2 separate regions of the Mus musculus genome follow, and region 2 is linked to region 1. A link is a contact called in public Hi-C data. All regions are on one chromosome and are shown on one strand. The core of a region is the stretch at or near the end of the contact, and the rest is flanking DNA. Distances in the headings are between cores, read along the strand shown.

Region 1 (7,668 bases), core at 214-2,713:
AAATCTCAAAGAAATGAGTTCTTTTCCGCATGCCATGTTCAAAATCTCAAAATGATCACCTCCACCCTCTTTCACACGATCAATTGTTCATTCCTCAATATATTACATTCTAATCAGCCCCCAAGTTCACCCTATTGCAGGGGGAAACCTAAGCTTATTTGAACTCATTTTGCTTCTGATCTTGACCTGCCAGAGACCTTCTGCTCCATCTCAGGCAGACCTCTCTCCATGTCTCTCTGTCATCTATGGTCTCCCATCTCTGCTCTACTTATATTTTCTTGTTGTTTATGTCACAGCACACATTTATTATCCTCATAAACAGTGGGGAGACTTCCATATTGCATACACGGACCTTAGAGATGTCCTGTAGAGGGGGCAGAGGGAAACTGAGGAACACCTGGAGGTTATTGTAGTGGTCCTCTCAAGACATGAACAGCTTGGATTAGGGAGATAAAAGGGGGAAGTAGATAGGACTAAGAGATGTAAAAGAGCCATCATGGTTCAATGGTCGATGTAATATGGGAGTTAATGGATAACAAAAAAGTCAAAAGAGTAGTCACCAGTATGCATGTTGGGAGCTGGGAATGGAACCTGGGACCTCACACATGCTAGGCATGGACTTTGCTACTGAGCTGCAATGCCCAATTGAATGCTCACACCTTTGACAGAGATAGAGAGAACTTCCCTTTAAGAAGACGTTGGTCTCTCTGGCCTATTTTTCTTACTGTGGAGCCAATGATCCAATCCTTCCTATATCTTCAAATTCAGTTTCCAGAACTAGAAAGATATTGTTTTCATTTTTTTCTTTCTTAAACAAGAGCATCAAGTAGTTTTATCTGGAGAGTTACGGTATGTTGGAACTAATTTTGATCTATTTAGCATATACCCTCCCTCCCCCACCAAAGGTAGAAATTTCACATTCTGTAGCAAGAACAAAAGTTTTGAGTCCTGGAATTAACCCTCAGCCTGCTCACTATGAGCTTTCTGGAGGAAACTTCTAGTGCTGGGAATGATACTCTAAAGAAAATTTCATGCTCTACAAAGATGCAGGTGAACTGTCAATAAAATGGAAGGTGCCCTACTACACATGATTCATTCAATAACATGGATTGCTCCATGAAAGTCAGAAGGGATAAATGGAAATCAAGCTATTTCCGGGCCCTTATAGAAAGGTTTTACTTATGAGATACATTTTTATGGGAGCCTCTTTTGTGTTAAGTTCATAGACATGGCTAACGTTTTGACATGACATTGTCTTGTACGCAGTTCACACTCTGAATTTTACACACCCACACCCACACATCAGTACAAAAATAATCTCATATTTTAAGGAAGTTTTTGATTTTGTGAAGGGTAGCAATTTTGCTATTCTGGGGGCGGGCATGTGGCCCTCCATGAACCATAGATTAGACACCTCTTCAAGCTGAGAGCTAGGGATATGATGATATCATGTTGACTCACACATCTCTCTCACAGCTGCCTAGGGGAGACACAGCAATGACTCAAAGAGTCACAGCACACACTGTAACAAATGCCACTGGATCCCAACATGTCTGAGTGAATCTGTGGCACCAAGTCTACACAGACTCCACTAGCAAGCTCAATAGCCAAACTTAATGAAGCAGCAATCAAATGTCTTGCTTATATCCTCCAATGGCTATTAAAAAGAACCCAATTCTGCTTCAATACCGATTAGTGCTAATAATTAATACTGATAATTAATTCTTTGTTATTGGTCCCCTTGCTCCCCATCTTTGTTTCTTTATTCCACGTGGCGAAAGCCCTCTTTCTGTTCTTCAGGTGTTTTTATTGCTAACTTCTTCCTTCTTCACTCTTATTCACTGCTTGGTTCTTCATGACATCCCTTCTGGCAGCAAAGCTCCTTCCCCTTTAGCAGAGAAGGGAAAGGGGGAGACATTGTGCTAATCAAACATGATCTCCTGTGGCAGGACAACAGAGGGAAACAGACTCTTAATATTCAACTTTTAATAACATTTGACTTATTCTTTCTGTCTGTATTTACTTATCTATTAGCTTTATTATTTTCTTTAATTTTTTTCCTAGATCTTGATGGCTATTCTTCTTCTCTCTGGTCCAGTGATCTTGTTATTAAAGCATTCTTCTAATAGTAATTTAGCATAAATGTCTTATAGTTATTAAGCAAATTCAACTACATTGAACATCAAATACCCAAGGCTGGTAAAAATTACTTTCCAAATTATCCTTTATATACTAGCAAAATATTGTGGGTGGATGGAGGGACCAGAGAAATAGTTTTTTTGTTTTGTTTGTTTGTTTTCCTGTTTGCTTTCTAAAGGGTGAGAGAAAGAAGGTATGGAAATGGTGTGGAAATGGATGATCGGGGTAATAAGGAGGAGGATTTGGAAGAGACAAGGAAGCAGGAACCATGGCAAGAATATATTGAAATATATATATATATATATATATATATATATATATATATATATATATATATATATATGTATGGCTGCAGAGTCTATATAAACACACACTCACACACACACACACACACACACACACACACACACACACACATAGACATACATGGAGAATACCATAGGGTATTGAATAACCAATTAGAGTGTTCTTCCCTGGGGAAGATTGTTTTTCCAACTCTTACCATTCTTTAGTTGCTTGTCACTCTTTGTATAGGAGTGGGACTTCTCCCGTGTATGTTAGCATGTTGTCCTAGTTCAGCACATGTTTAGACAGTCATGTAGGTAAGACATTATGGGTATAGCTTCTGACATTCTTAGGAGACACAATCTCACACACAGCAAACTCTATGATCCTCTGGCTCTTAACATTTTTCTGTCTTCTCCAAAATGGTCCCTGAACCTTAGGTGCAGGAGTGGTATTATAGATGTATCCTTTGGGACTGGACTCTGTAGTGTGCAGTTTGATTGGTTGTAGATTTCTGGAATGGTCTCCATCTGTTGAGAAGAGAACTTTCTTTGATGTGGAGTACCAATTGCAGTTGTGGATTTAATGACAAATATTTAGGATATAGTTAGGGATTATGCTGGTTTAATAAAGTAGGCGTTGTAGGTTCTCCACTAAGATCCGTGGCTTTACCAGCCTAGGGTAAATTGATTAGTATTCCAGTACCAGGCATATCCTTCATGTTGAGTGGGTACTGAGTCCAATTAGAGAGTTGTTGGTTACCACCAAGGCATGTGCACCACTGTTGCACACGCTGAGTTAACACGCCATTCTAGCTGTGGTGGTTTACGGGCATCATAGCTGGGTAGAACTGTTGTTTGCATCATTTTGGAAGCTTGCATGGCACTTTCTGGTACCATGAAAGCTCGTCCCCAGAGAGGGAGCTTTCAAGCTCAAGGGCCTCTGGTTCTGTACCTGAATTGCATTGCATCTTCAAAAATAGGGACTTATGTTCTACCTCTGAAAGGGCAATCAAGGACAACAGTAACAACCTATAATGTTTTGAGGGTCTCTTGACCAACAACTCAAAAGAAGGCTTTTTTTTTTTTAAACCTGCTATTGGGATTTTTGTTAGTTTGTCTTTGGCTCTTGGAGAAAGCATTAGCATCCCAGAGATCAAAAATTATTTAAACTATATATTCTCATTTATGCATAAAATGGTGTATTACACGTATTTTTAGACAGTCAATGATTCTTAACTTTTTTCCAGCCACCCTTACTGGAAGTGCCCCCTTCTCCTTCTGTACTTATCTTTTCCTGCATCTCTAATTAAAGTTCCCTGTTTTTCCAATTGTCCTCTTCAGGTCACTATACTCTTTTATTCTCCTTTTCTGTTGTACCTCCTGGGGGTGGCAATGGTTCCTCTTCAGTTTCTTAGTTTTTCGCACCATGATCTCTTTCTCTATATGTTTGTTGTTGTGTGTAGAGAGGCTATTCATGTGTGTATGTTGATTCTGTGCTCTCTCACACTGTTGGCTTTGTTTAGCATTTCTAGAAGTGTCCTTAGTAGAATTTTGGGGATCACTAATGTATAATATGTCATCTATAAGTAGGGAGAGTTTGATGACTTCTTTTCCTATTTGCAACCCTTTAACTTTCTTTTGCCTTATTGCTCCAACTAGTGCCTCCAGTACATTATTGAAAAGGAGTGGGGAGGGTGGCCATCTCTGTCTCATCTCTGACGTCAGTAGAATTGCTTCAAGCTTTTCTCCATTTAGGATGACGTTGGCTGTAGATTCCTCATATGTTGCTTTTATTATGTTGAAGTGTGTTCTCCTGCTTCTATCTTTTTAAAAATAGTTTAAGAAAGACTGGCTATAAATCTTTGAAAATCTAATAAAATTCTGTTGTGGATCCATCTTGGCCTGGACAGTTTTAATTGGAAGGCTTTTCATTATTAGTTTAATAACCTTCTTTGTTATGGGTCTTTTTAGGTTTTTCTTTTTACTTTTTCTTTTGTTTAACTTTTGGTGGTTTGGCAGAATCTAGAAAGTCATCCATTTCTTTTGGGCTTTGTCTTTCCTGGGAATCACTCTGGCATCTATTCTCCTTTATTTTTTTCTCCTTAATTTCATTGAGCTGTTTCTTTGCGTCTTATTCAAGCTCTTTGAATTCTTCGATAAAATTTATAATTATTCTTTTAAATTATATGATCTCAGGTTCATCTTGGCAACTCTCAGCAAACATTTCTACATGTTTTACAGTACAAATATTACCTTAATCTTTAATCTTTTTATTTTTTTATGAGATCTCAGGATGTGGAGTTCTTAGTTCTGCATCTGATATGAGCAGAGCATGCTATGACAGAAGAGAGGATGTGCTGGTATTGGAGGTTGAAAATGTCTTAGGTGGAAGTAAGTAATATGGACAGAGGGGAAGAAGTTGGTGTGTAGGATGTGCGTCCTAGTCTAAGCCTGGAGTGTGGGAATACATCTTGCTGGATAGCTAGGTAGATTGTGGCATGGGAGAAGCCTGTGGGTTGTGGGGGCAGGCAGGTGTGTTTTAGAAGAAGCTTAGAGGTTGGCTGAGACACAGGCAGAGGTGGACAGACTAGATCAGGGCACTAGATATGGAACCCAGGCTAGATCTGGCAAGTTGGGGTGGGGTGGGGTGGTACATGGAAGGGAGGGGCAGACAGACTCATTGGGAAAGACCCTAGAGAAGGATGTACAGGATCTAGCTAAGTGGAGAAGTTGACCTGTTCTTTAAGAGCAAAAAGAGAAAGTCATGAGCATGACCTCTTCTTGTCACATATGAGAAAAGATATGAAGAAAACACGGCAAATTAAAAGAGCAAAGTTAGCCGCCAAGTGACTTTAGAAACGGTTTATCCAAATAGATGGGCCGATAATATTCACTATGAAAGTATGCATGTTCAGTTCTCATTGGGGCCATCTGGTAAAGGTTCAGTGACTTCAGATGAAAAGGAAGTACTCACATCACCATATAAACCCACAAAGTCCCCATTGGAACTTGAAGGCTTAAACACACACACACACACACACACATATACACACATCTTTATGTATATACTGTATTAAATATAGATATATACACATTCTAATGTTGGCTTTAACAAGAAATCACTCAAATTCTTAACCTTTAGTTATTTAAAAGAAACTGATGGTATTTGTGTTCAAAAATGTGCAGGATGATGTTAAACGATTCACAAATAAGCTCATTACCCAGCACACATTAGTCATCTTGACCATATTAGACATTGTATATGTATAAAGCATCACATATATAATGGATGTTAAATTAAATTATTTCCTGTTTCTTGCTATTATAATCTACCAGCATAATAAACATCTTAAATTAAAGACACTGAACTTGCAAGTCCTTTCTGCTTCATAAAGCCCAAAGGAAAACCATCCTTGGAGACCATTGGACCATCCCTAAGTCTCAGTTTTTACTTAACAAGAGAAAACTTCACAACATTGTCTAGCTAGATTTCCAAAGGTAAACTATGGCTGACACTCATCAGAAGCAAAAGCAAACAGTTCTTCCCACTACATCTCCAGACCACTTTCCTATCTTATTATATCACTATACTGCTTAGCGTCAATGAGGATACCAGGCTATCAAAGTCAGGAAATGAAGGGACTCATTTAGAAACTGGCACATGCTGGGGGTGCTGACTCGGGCCATACGTTTATCGTTTATCGAGTGAGGACTCATTACTCCTGCCAAAGGTAGAAAGAAGAATTGGGTGAGAATCAAACAACTCAGGAATACAAGGAGAAGAAGAAACAGACTTTGTTTTTGTTTTTGCTTTTGATAAATGGCCCTTAGAGTATAATCCTACTAGCACTATCCTAGTTGGAAAAAAATACCAATATTGCAGGATTCAGTGAAATTATTTTAGAGTAAATTTAGATGTGATTAATACATTTATGAGATGGCCAGGATGAAGCAGATGAGGGGACCCATAGTTTGCATTCCAGGTGAAAAAAATTCTTGAAATAACCTACCATTTATTTATCAACTGACTCATCCAAATAGTTTAGTGAATAGAGTAATCCTAGGAGCTCGTTGTCATGGAGGAAGAGATAATCAGGAACTAAAGGAAATAAATAAATATACATCAACTCCATGTTGTGAAGAGCCTGGTGAGAGAAAGTGCCAAGACATCTCACACACACACACACACACACACACACACACACACACACACACGTAAAAATAACTTTTATTGTCTTGTAGTAATTGCCACATCAAAGGCTTACTGTTTCATTTTGCTAGCCTAGGCCTAGTTATGGACGTTCCTAGCCTCTGTACAATGTTATCTAGGCCTAGAATGTTTTCAGCCTCTGAGATTTGCTACTGAATAAGCTCACCCCTTCCTAGCTCTTTCTGGCTTCTGGATGACTGGTCAACAAAGCTGTTCTGGCTCAAACTTCTCTACAAGCTGACTGATTCAATCTGGTTGCGTTCTTGGCCTCTGACTTTTTTCTCTGCTTGGCCTCTAACTCTGGACATCTGTTCTAATCTGGCTCCATCTCATTCTTTGGCGTATTCTGTTTTCACCTGTGTCTATCTTGTTCTCTCTTCAACCTGTTTCTGTAAAACTCTCCTAGTAAAGATGCCTCCTTCTTCTGCACCACACTCTCTTAATCAGCTTCCTTTCCCCTCTCTTCTTGTGAGAATTGGGCAGATCCTATTCTGTCAAATCTTTCTTTGATTCATCACTCTGTCTGACACCCAATTAGATATCATTTTTTTAAACATGGCTGCTTCCTTCTAAAAACTAATTTTACCTTCACTATTTGGAATTAAAGGTATAAACTAAGGGTGTGTCTGTATTCTAGCCAGAGGGATTAAAGGTGTATGCCAAGGGCTGAGTCACATCACAACTAGAAACAGGTGCTTTTCAGTAAATAACACAATCTCAGGGCTCATAGTGTGATGAAAAAAAGTGTGTGTGTGTGTATGTATGCATGTATTCATGTGTGGAGAGCATGATTCCCCACCCAGTGGTAAGTACTAAATGATAGTAAGAGGTGACTGAATTGTAAGATATTCATGGGTGGGTTGACCTATTTTTAAATTTGTAGCTGAATGTGTTCGGGAGCTCCCAGGCCTAGAGGGAGACTGTAGGCCACTAAATTTACCTTTGAAGGATGTCTTTTGCCCCAGAACCTTCTCCATGCTTCTTGGCTGCTCTGAGATGGACAGCCTTTCTCTACCACAGACTCTCTGCTAT
Region 2 (7,389 bases), core at 1,354-3,853, 160 kb after region 1:
TATGTATCAAAAGATGGCCTAGTCGGCCATCACTGGAAAGAGAGGCCCATTGGACACGCAAACTATATATGCCCCAGTACAGGGGAACGCCAGGGCCAAAAAAAATGGGAATGGGTGGGTAGGGAAGTGGGGGGGGAGGGTATGGGGGACTTTTGGGATAGCATTGGAAATGTAATTGAGGAAAATATGTAATAAATAAAAATAAATAAATAAATAAATAAATAAGTTAAAAGATATCGTCTGCAGAATCCATACTAGTTGTATAACATTGGGCTGATTGCTAAGCTTTGCTGAGCCTTGGGTCCATGTGAATAACTGTATGGCATAATGGTATATTCTTGGGTTGTGGTTATGTAAATAGGGTGATCAACTGGTATTAGTTAAAAGAATTAACTAAGAACCTGGCATATGAGATGTAATGCGGTGCTTACTAATTTTTCTCTTTCTTCAGTGGGGTGAATGGTTGCTTGGACAAATTTCATTTCATGTCTTCCCAGTGTCATGTCTCGGGTCCTATCTTGCACCTGGTATGTTAAGGAACAGCTTTCCCTAAAGTGTGATGCCTAGCCTAGGAGTTGAGTGTCATGAGGATACTGGAGACTGGGAATATGAATGACATATTTGAGAAGAAGCGGGAATTTGTGGGGTAGGGGGAGACCCTCCTTAGTTTATAACTGATTCCTGCAGCAGTAGAGTCCTGGCAAGCCAGATCTGCAAGGGTCACATTCCCATGATATGGGCACCATGCTTGCTGCCCCCTGCTGGGAGATGGCCTGGCACTTAAATGAATACAGTTCACACAAGTCCTTCTGAGGTGCTTTGATGCTGTCATTTGAAACTCAACTAGTTGGGGAGGGAGGAGAGAATGGTACAAATGGGTTTGCTGTGTGACATTCATACATCTGGCCGAATCTTGATGTGCAGGATTGCATCTTCTTTGTGTTTGGCTTTGGCAATCCTGGGAACGATTATCCTCTTGCTGAATGAGAAAGGGCAGCTCCATGTTACAATTATAGTTACTTTCGTTACCAATAAAACAGTGGGAGTGAAAATTAATATTAATGAACTAACATATTATCTCTCATGCTACATTAGGACTTTTATAGAGGGAAGCCTGTGCATATGTGAGTTAACAGAAAGCCAAATTTGGAACTGGCAAACATTTTACATAGAACTTGAGAAAACCACAAATGTTTTCCCTCCCATGTACCTCTAACATTCCCTCAACCATGCGCTAGGGACTAGCAAATGTATTTTTACAGAATCCATAGAGTAATGACTTTATATTTATGGACTACTGGAGTGACCATTCAACTTTGTCCCTGTTCTGTTAAAGCAGTGATTTAGAAACTAATAGGTTTGGCTATGTCCCAATGAAACATTATTTACAAAAGCCACACACTGAGATGGAGATGGAGTTCAGTGGATAGAATGCTTGCTTAGAATGTCCCGACTTTGATCTTTAACACCACAGAAAAACAGGTATGACCTTATACACCTATAATCCCAACATTCAGGAAGTAGAGTCAGGAAGATCAGATATTTAAAACCATTCTCAGCTCTGTGTGAGCTCCAGACCAGCCTAGGTTACATGAGACTGTGTCTCCAAAACAAAGAAACAAAACCATACAACCAGCTTTGATTTGTGGGGCCCACTTTCAACTAACCCTTGCTCTCATCTAATAAACAATAGCCAAGAAAATATATGAAACCTATACAAATGTGTCTTTGTTATCTCAGCCTAAGGTAGATTCAAAACAATTACATTTTCAGATTGGGGTAGGAATTAAAAGAGTAAAAAAGGTACTATTTTATGTTTGGAAAGGGGTCACAGATATGCATAGTTCCAATCTCTGAGAATGAGAGAAAAATGAAGATAATTAAACTGGATAGAAGGCAGGATTAACACATGCCTTACACACTCACTAGAAACCCACATTCTAGACACAGATTGAGTCAGTAGTGACTCAGCTATTGTAGAGGATTTTGTTTTTACTTTTGCTTCACCTTTTGCAGACATGTCTGATGCACCCACAAAACGGACCATGAGCAATGTCTTGTCCTCCTTAGTTTAAAAAGTATAAGGACAGGTCCAATCTGGCTTTTTGTAAGGAGCTCTGAAGGATCCATGGAAGTCATTAGAAGCAAAAAATTAAAAAATAATAAAAAACTGGTTATATTAGTGTTGTAACTGGGCATTGACACCATATGACATAATTGGCTCTCGCCTCTGTGCTCCATCTGACTCCAGCATTCTGAAGCCATTTCGTAACACCACTGAACATCTGCTGGGAATCAGAGTTCTACACCCAGGGAAGGAGAACCGTACGGAGGGCGTGGCTTCCCTTAAAGTGCAATAATATGGTGTTAAAGTGTCACATATCTAAATTTGCGACAATAATTATATAAACACAGACTAGGAGACTATAAGGGGGCGGGAAGCTACATCAGTCTTAAAGACGGTAACTCTCAGGAGAGGCAGCTTGAGAGACTACAGTGAAGTTGGTTAAGTTTTCCAGGGGTTGGAATTGAATATATTAGGGAGGAATGAAGACGAAGCTAGTCATGTTTTTACTGCTGTTTCTCTTCCAAGCCCTTACTCACTTGAAGCCAGAGTTATGTATTAACAAGCAGAAATCATTAACTTGGGTATTTCATTTAGCCAAGCACTATATGCAACAAAATAGGCTTCCAAGCTGCTTGAATGTCATCTTGCTTTCCACACTTTTCCTAAACTGAACTCACACAGATTCTTCCAGAAACAGCATCTTTAAAACCCACCCCAAAATATTCCATGGTGCTTACTCTAACATGAGTTGGAAATTCTGTGTGTGTTTGTGTATGTGTGTGTGTGTGTGTGTGTGTGTGTGTGTGTGTGCGTGCACAAGAGAGAGGGGGTATGGAGGAGAGGACTTGGATCATAAGGGATTAGCTTATCTACAACTTCTTCCAAATTGTAACTATTTGTGGGTTCATGTGGTCTCCCAAGGCCAAAGCAAAATGTCTTTCGGCACAAATTTAAGTCTGTTCTGGAAGCAGTTGGTAGACTGCTTGTGTGTTCCACTCTAAAGGTAATGAGACAAACTAGACTTTTGGGCAGGATATCTCTCTCTCTCTCTCTCTCTCTCTCTCTCTCTCTCTCTCTCTCTCTCTCCCCCCGACCAATAGACACCACCTCTTTTTTTCTTCCCTCCCTCCCTCCTTCCCCCTGCTCAGTGTGTGTGTGTGTGTGTGTGTGTGTGTGTGTGTGTGTGTGTGTGTATGTGTGTCTTTCATGTTCAAAAGGTTGAAGTGAGACTCCAGTGACTAGATTCCCTCAATAAATGGATTTGTCAGAATGGTGAAAATTCCAAATTTCTTTGTTCATTTCTGCTGTTTCCTTGTAGGGGTTTAGAGTTTTGTGAGTAATAAAACACTACATATAAAAAGAAAATCTCAACTACTTCCAAAACAAGCACTCCCAGGGCTTAATCTGCATCAGACCACTTAGGACATATGATTTCTTACTTCAATCACATTCATATCATGCCCACATTTTGTCAAATTAAATATCATTCATATTCTGCTTATTTTTCTTTAAAGTATCCTTTCCTCCACATCAATTTGCATAAAAGTGAAATTCTGTATTGCTGCTATTAAGAGGAAAACATTTCTACTTGTCAGGAAGATATTTGCTACAAAAACATGAACGGAGAAAACTAAAACACACCCTTATAACAATCTAATTACATACACTTTGGCCAAGGTTCCATGGACAGCCAGTTCTCTCTCAGACAAGGAAGCTGAGAAAGCATTATGAGGTTGCTGGGGGGGGGGGAGGTGCAAACTGCATCTTAAACAGGCTCTTCTTGGAGAAATCAGGGAGGCGGAGAGAGAACTGAGGAGAACCAGCCTCACAGTGGAGTCAACACTGCTTAGTGTCCACTTTGAATGGGATCTCCGGGTGCTACTCTGTGCCTTTGCTCACTTGGCAATTGAGGGATTATTCTGCTAGGTGTTTTATGCCCTGTATATAAATGTAGCTGTGTGTGTTTGTTTGTGTGAGAAATCATGTGTGTGTTTAAGCCAAAAGTCTACTTTGGATGTCAGCACCATACATATTGTTTTTATAGGATCTCTCATTGGCCTGTATCTTGCTTGAGTAGGCTAGGCCAGCTGGCCAGCAAGCCACAGGGACCCGCCTTGCTCCATCTTCCAGTACTGGCTATTACATCATGCTTGCCTTTTGTTTTAATGAGTTCTGGAGAATTGAACTCAGGTTCTTGTGTTTGAAAGGCGAATGCCTTACTGTCTGAGGTACAGTGGCCCCCACCCATACGCAATGTACTTCTTGGTCCTCCTGCTAATTGGCCATTTAGAAAGAGGCATAATCCTCCCTTTTTTTTTTCTATTAAAGGTGGGTTGCATGATGATCTCAGGCCATACATACATCGCCAACGAGAAGGCTTGCTCTGGCCTTTAGAAATATTTTCATTCAAAATTATATGTGGCAGTCTATTGACAAAAATGGTGGTGCACATCTTCAATCACAGTTCTGGGGAGACGGAGGCAGGTCTACCTCTGTGAGTTTAAATCCTATTGATAAAATCCCCACTGTATTTTATGTATTTTCACTCAGAGAACTCACTTGTCTTCCTCAGGAAAGGGAAAACATATTTTAAATAAGTTTCAGTTATCTTTGATTCTCCACTGAGGTGACTCTGCACATCAACATAAAGACTATGATGGCTCAGTAAGGTTCATCCACATGTGCATTTACACATATATATAGGTGGGAGTCGGATAAGGTGTAGCTAATTTGACGTGCCAGCAGTTAGGTCTTTGAACCCCTTGAGCCCAGTAGCTTTGAGGAAGCTTTTACTGGGCATAGTATTTCTAATATAGGTAGCATAGAAAACTGAGCTACAGCTCCTGAGAAAGCTGAAGTGTATGGATTCTAGTGCACAGTTTATCTACTATAGGACCATTCTCTGGTTGCTATTCAGGATGTCTGAAAGTCCCTGTCCGCAGGCTTTAGTCCACATTGTGTGCCTTGACTGAGGCAGCAACTCCATCATAAGGCTCGGTGGCTTTATTTATTGGAGTAAGTTCTGAGGGAAATGAATTGATCATCTACGCAATTTGGTTATCACATATTACTGGTGCGATTCTGCCAAGTTAAACAGCCAACCCCTGTTATGGTGACGGTAGAATTGGAGTGTCTACAAGAGAAGAGATGGGCTGTTAACTCCATCAGCTGTATAAACAAAGTTTCTGACCAGTGGAAAATGTTAGCCAGTATCCAAGGCAAGGGAAGGGCTTTAGACAAAATATCAGAGGAACTGCTGATGGAACATAACATGTCCCCAGACTCAGTGGGGGAAAGAGGCAAAAGGCTCCTTCCCACGAATAGTGTGAGCCCGAATCTGATGAGCTATCCTGCTGAAGCATAACGGAAGGGGCATGAGAATGGGGTGTGTTCCCATCAGCCAGCACAGCTCTTAGAATCATGTTGAAGCCGAGTCTGAGTCGCAGTGCTCAAAAGATCTGTTACTCATTGCTGGAGCCGTATCGGATTTAACAAGGAAAGTACAGATTGTAATAAGTGCGTAATAAACATCTTTTGGAATACCACTATTTCAGAGACTTTTTAAAAATGATGAGGACAAAAGGAGTTCTGGGGATGTGTCTGTGTCGTTCTCACTAAGGTAATTCAGTTAGAAAACTCTATAAGTCAATGATTCTACCATATGATATGTTCAATCACTTTGAAAAATACCAGATCCATGCGACTACATCTTCAGCTTATATGTGGATACCAATATGTATTTATGGATAAGAGCAAGTTTTATGAGGGAATAGGCTCTTCTGTCTCCATCTCATATAACCAGAGACTCATATAGTATTGTCTTAAAGTCATCCATTAATACATGATAGGGAGGATAGCATATTGACTGAAAAAAGAAATCCCTCAGCTCTCCTGTTGAAAGAAACAAACTAATGGAGAAATTAAGATATAAAGTGCTGGTCTCACCATCATCATGAAGATGATCCTGGCAGAGAAGAGAATGATGTCAAATGTCACCCATGAGTTAGTCATGACTCAGTCTAGGCATTGGGTTATTGTTGTTTTGTGTGTACAGGTGCATGTGTGTGTGTGTGTGTGTGTGTGTGTGTGTGTGTGTACCCAGGTATGTTCACACACGTGGAGGTAAAAGGGCAACTTGAGCTGTCTATCTTTGGACATCAGCCAAATGTACTTGAGTCAGAGTCTCTCACTGACCTGGAGCTCAGCAAGTAGGCCAGGCTATCTAAGCAGTAAGTTCCAGGGATCTGCTTGTATTCACTAACCCAGTAGGATTACAGGCATATGCCACCATGACCTTATTATTATTATTATTATTATTATTATTATTATTATTATTTCTTTAAGGTTTTTTTATTATGGGCTTGGGGGAGTGAGTGTACATGTGTATTGAGTGGCGTGTCTGTGGAGCTCAGAACTGCAGGCGCTGGTTGTCTCTTCCCACCACATGTAGACAGGGATCTGACTCAGATTGTCAGGCTTCTTGCTGTTGTTGTGAGTGGTGGTGGTGGTGGTGGTGGTGGTGATAGCAATGGTGGTGGTATTGATGATGGTGGTGGTATTGGTAGTAGTGGTGGTATTGGTGGTGGTGGTTGGTGGTAGTGGTGGTGGTGGTGATGGTATTGATGGTGGTGGTAGTAGTATTGGTGGTAGTGGTATTGGTGGTGCTGGTGGTGGTGGTATTGGTAGTGGTACTGGTGGTGGTGGTGGTATTGGTGGTGGTGGTGGTGGTGGTATTGGTGGTGATGGTGGTGGTATTGATGGTGGTGGTATTGGTGGTGGTGGTGGTATTGGTGGTGGTGGTTGGTGGTAGTGGTGGTGGTGGTGATGGTATTGATGGTGGTGGTAGTGGTACTGGTGGTAGTGGTATTGGTGGTGCTGGTGGTGGGTGGTGGTACTGGTGGTGGTGGTGGGAGTATTGGTGGTGGTGGTGGTATTGGTGGTGGTGGTGGTGGTATTGATGGTATTGATGGTGATGGTATTGATGGTGGTGGTAGTGATGGTGGTGGTAGTGGTGGTATTGGTGGTGCTGGTGGCGTTGGTCTTGCTACTGGTGGTGATGGTAGTGGTGGTGGTGGTATTGATGGTGGTGGTGGTGATGGGCATAGTGGTGGAGGTATTCTTTACTTACTGTGGAGACCAGAGACAAGGAAGCCTGCAGGGAGTGGAGCTACAGTAATCACTTCCCTCCTTCCATGAATTCCAGGGATCAAACTCAGGTAATCAGACTTGGCACAAACATCTTTACCCACTAAGCCATCTTGCTGCCATTTTTATTTTCTTCTAAAGACCTCAGGCCCTCATGCTTGCAAGGGAGACACTTG

The links. Hi-C and Micro-C count contacts between places; a contact is called where the count stands out from the background.
Region 2: a contact with region 1 is called in a Hi-C map of the C2C12 cell line, with 1.9 times the contacts expected there. The contact joins two enhancer-like sites. A contact is called at or near these places in 2 of 15 datasets of contacts at CTCF or cohesin (large pre-B cells and pro-B cells), 5 of 484 Hi-C or Micro-C datasets (the 3T3-L1 cell line, 3T3-L1-derived adipocytes, the C2C12 cell line and 2 more) and 2 of 115 datasets of contacts at active chromatin or transcription factors (fibro-adipogenic progenitors and heart atrium).

The regions. Positions count from the first base shown.
Region 1 is chr11:45,010,803-45,018,470 of GRCm38.p6, forward strand. No RefSeq gene overlaps it. Among named protein-coding and RNA genes, the nearest start is that of Gm51859, 74 kb to the right of the region's middle. Within about 2 kb of position 1,464, at least 4 of the 459 cell types and tissues checked have an H3K27ac peak or open chromatin away from gene starts, as enhancers often do. A contact at or near this core is called in the C2C12 cell line, where this site is marked.
Region 2 is chr11:45,172,983-45,180,371 of GRCm38.p6, forward strand. No RefSeq gene overlaps it. Among named protein-coding and RNA genes, the nearest start is that of Gm12159, 60 kb to the left of the region's middle. Within about 2 kb of position 2,604, at least 38 of the 459 cell types and tissues checked have an H3K27ac peak or open chromatin away from gene starts, as enhancers often do. A contact at or near this core is called in the C2C12 cell line, where this site is marked.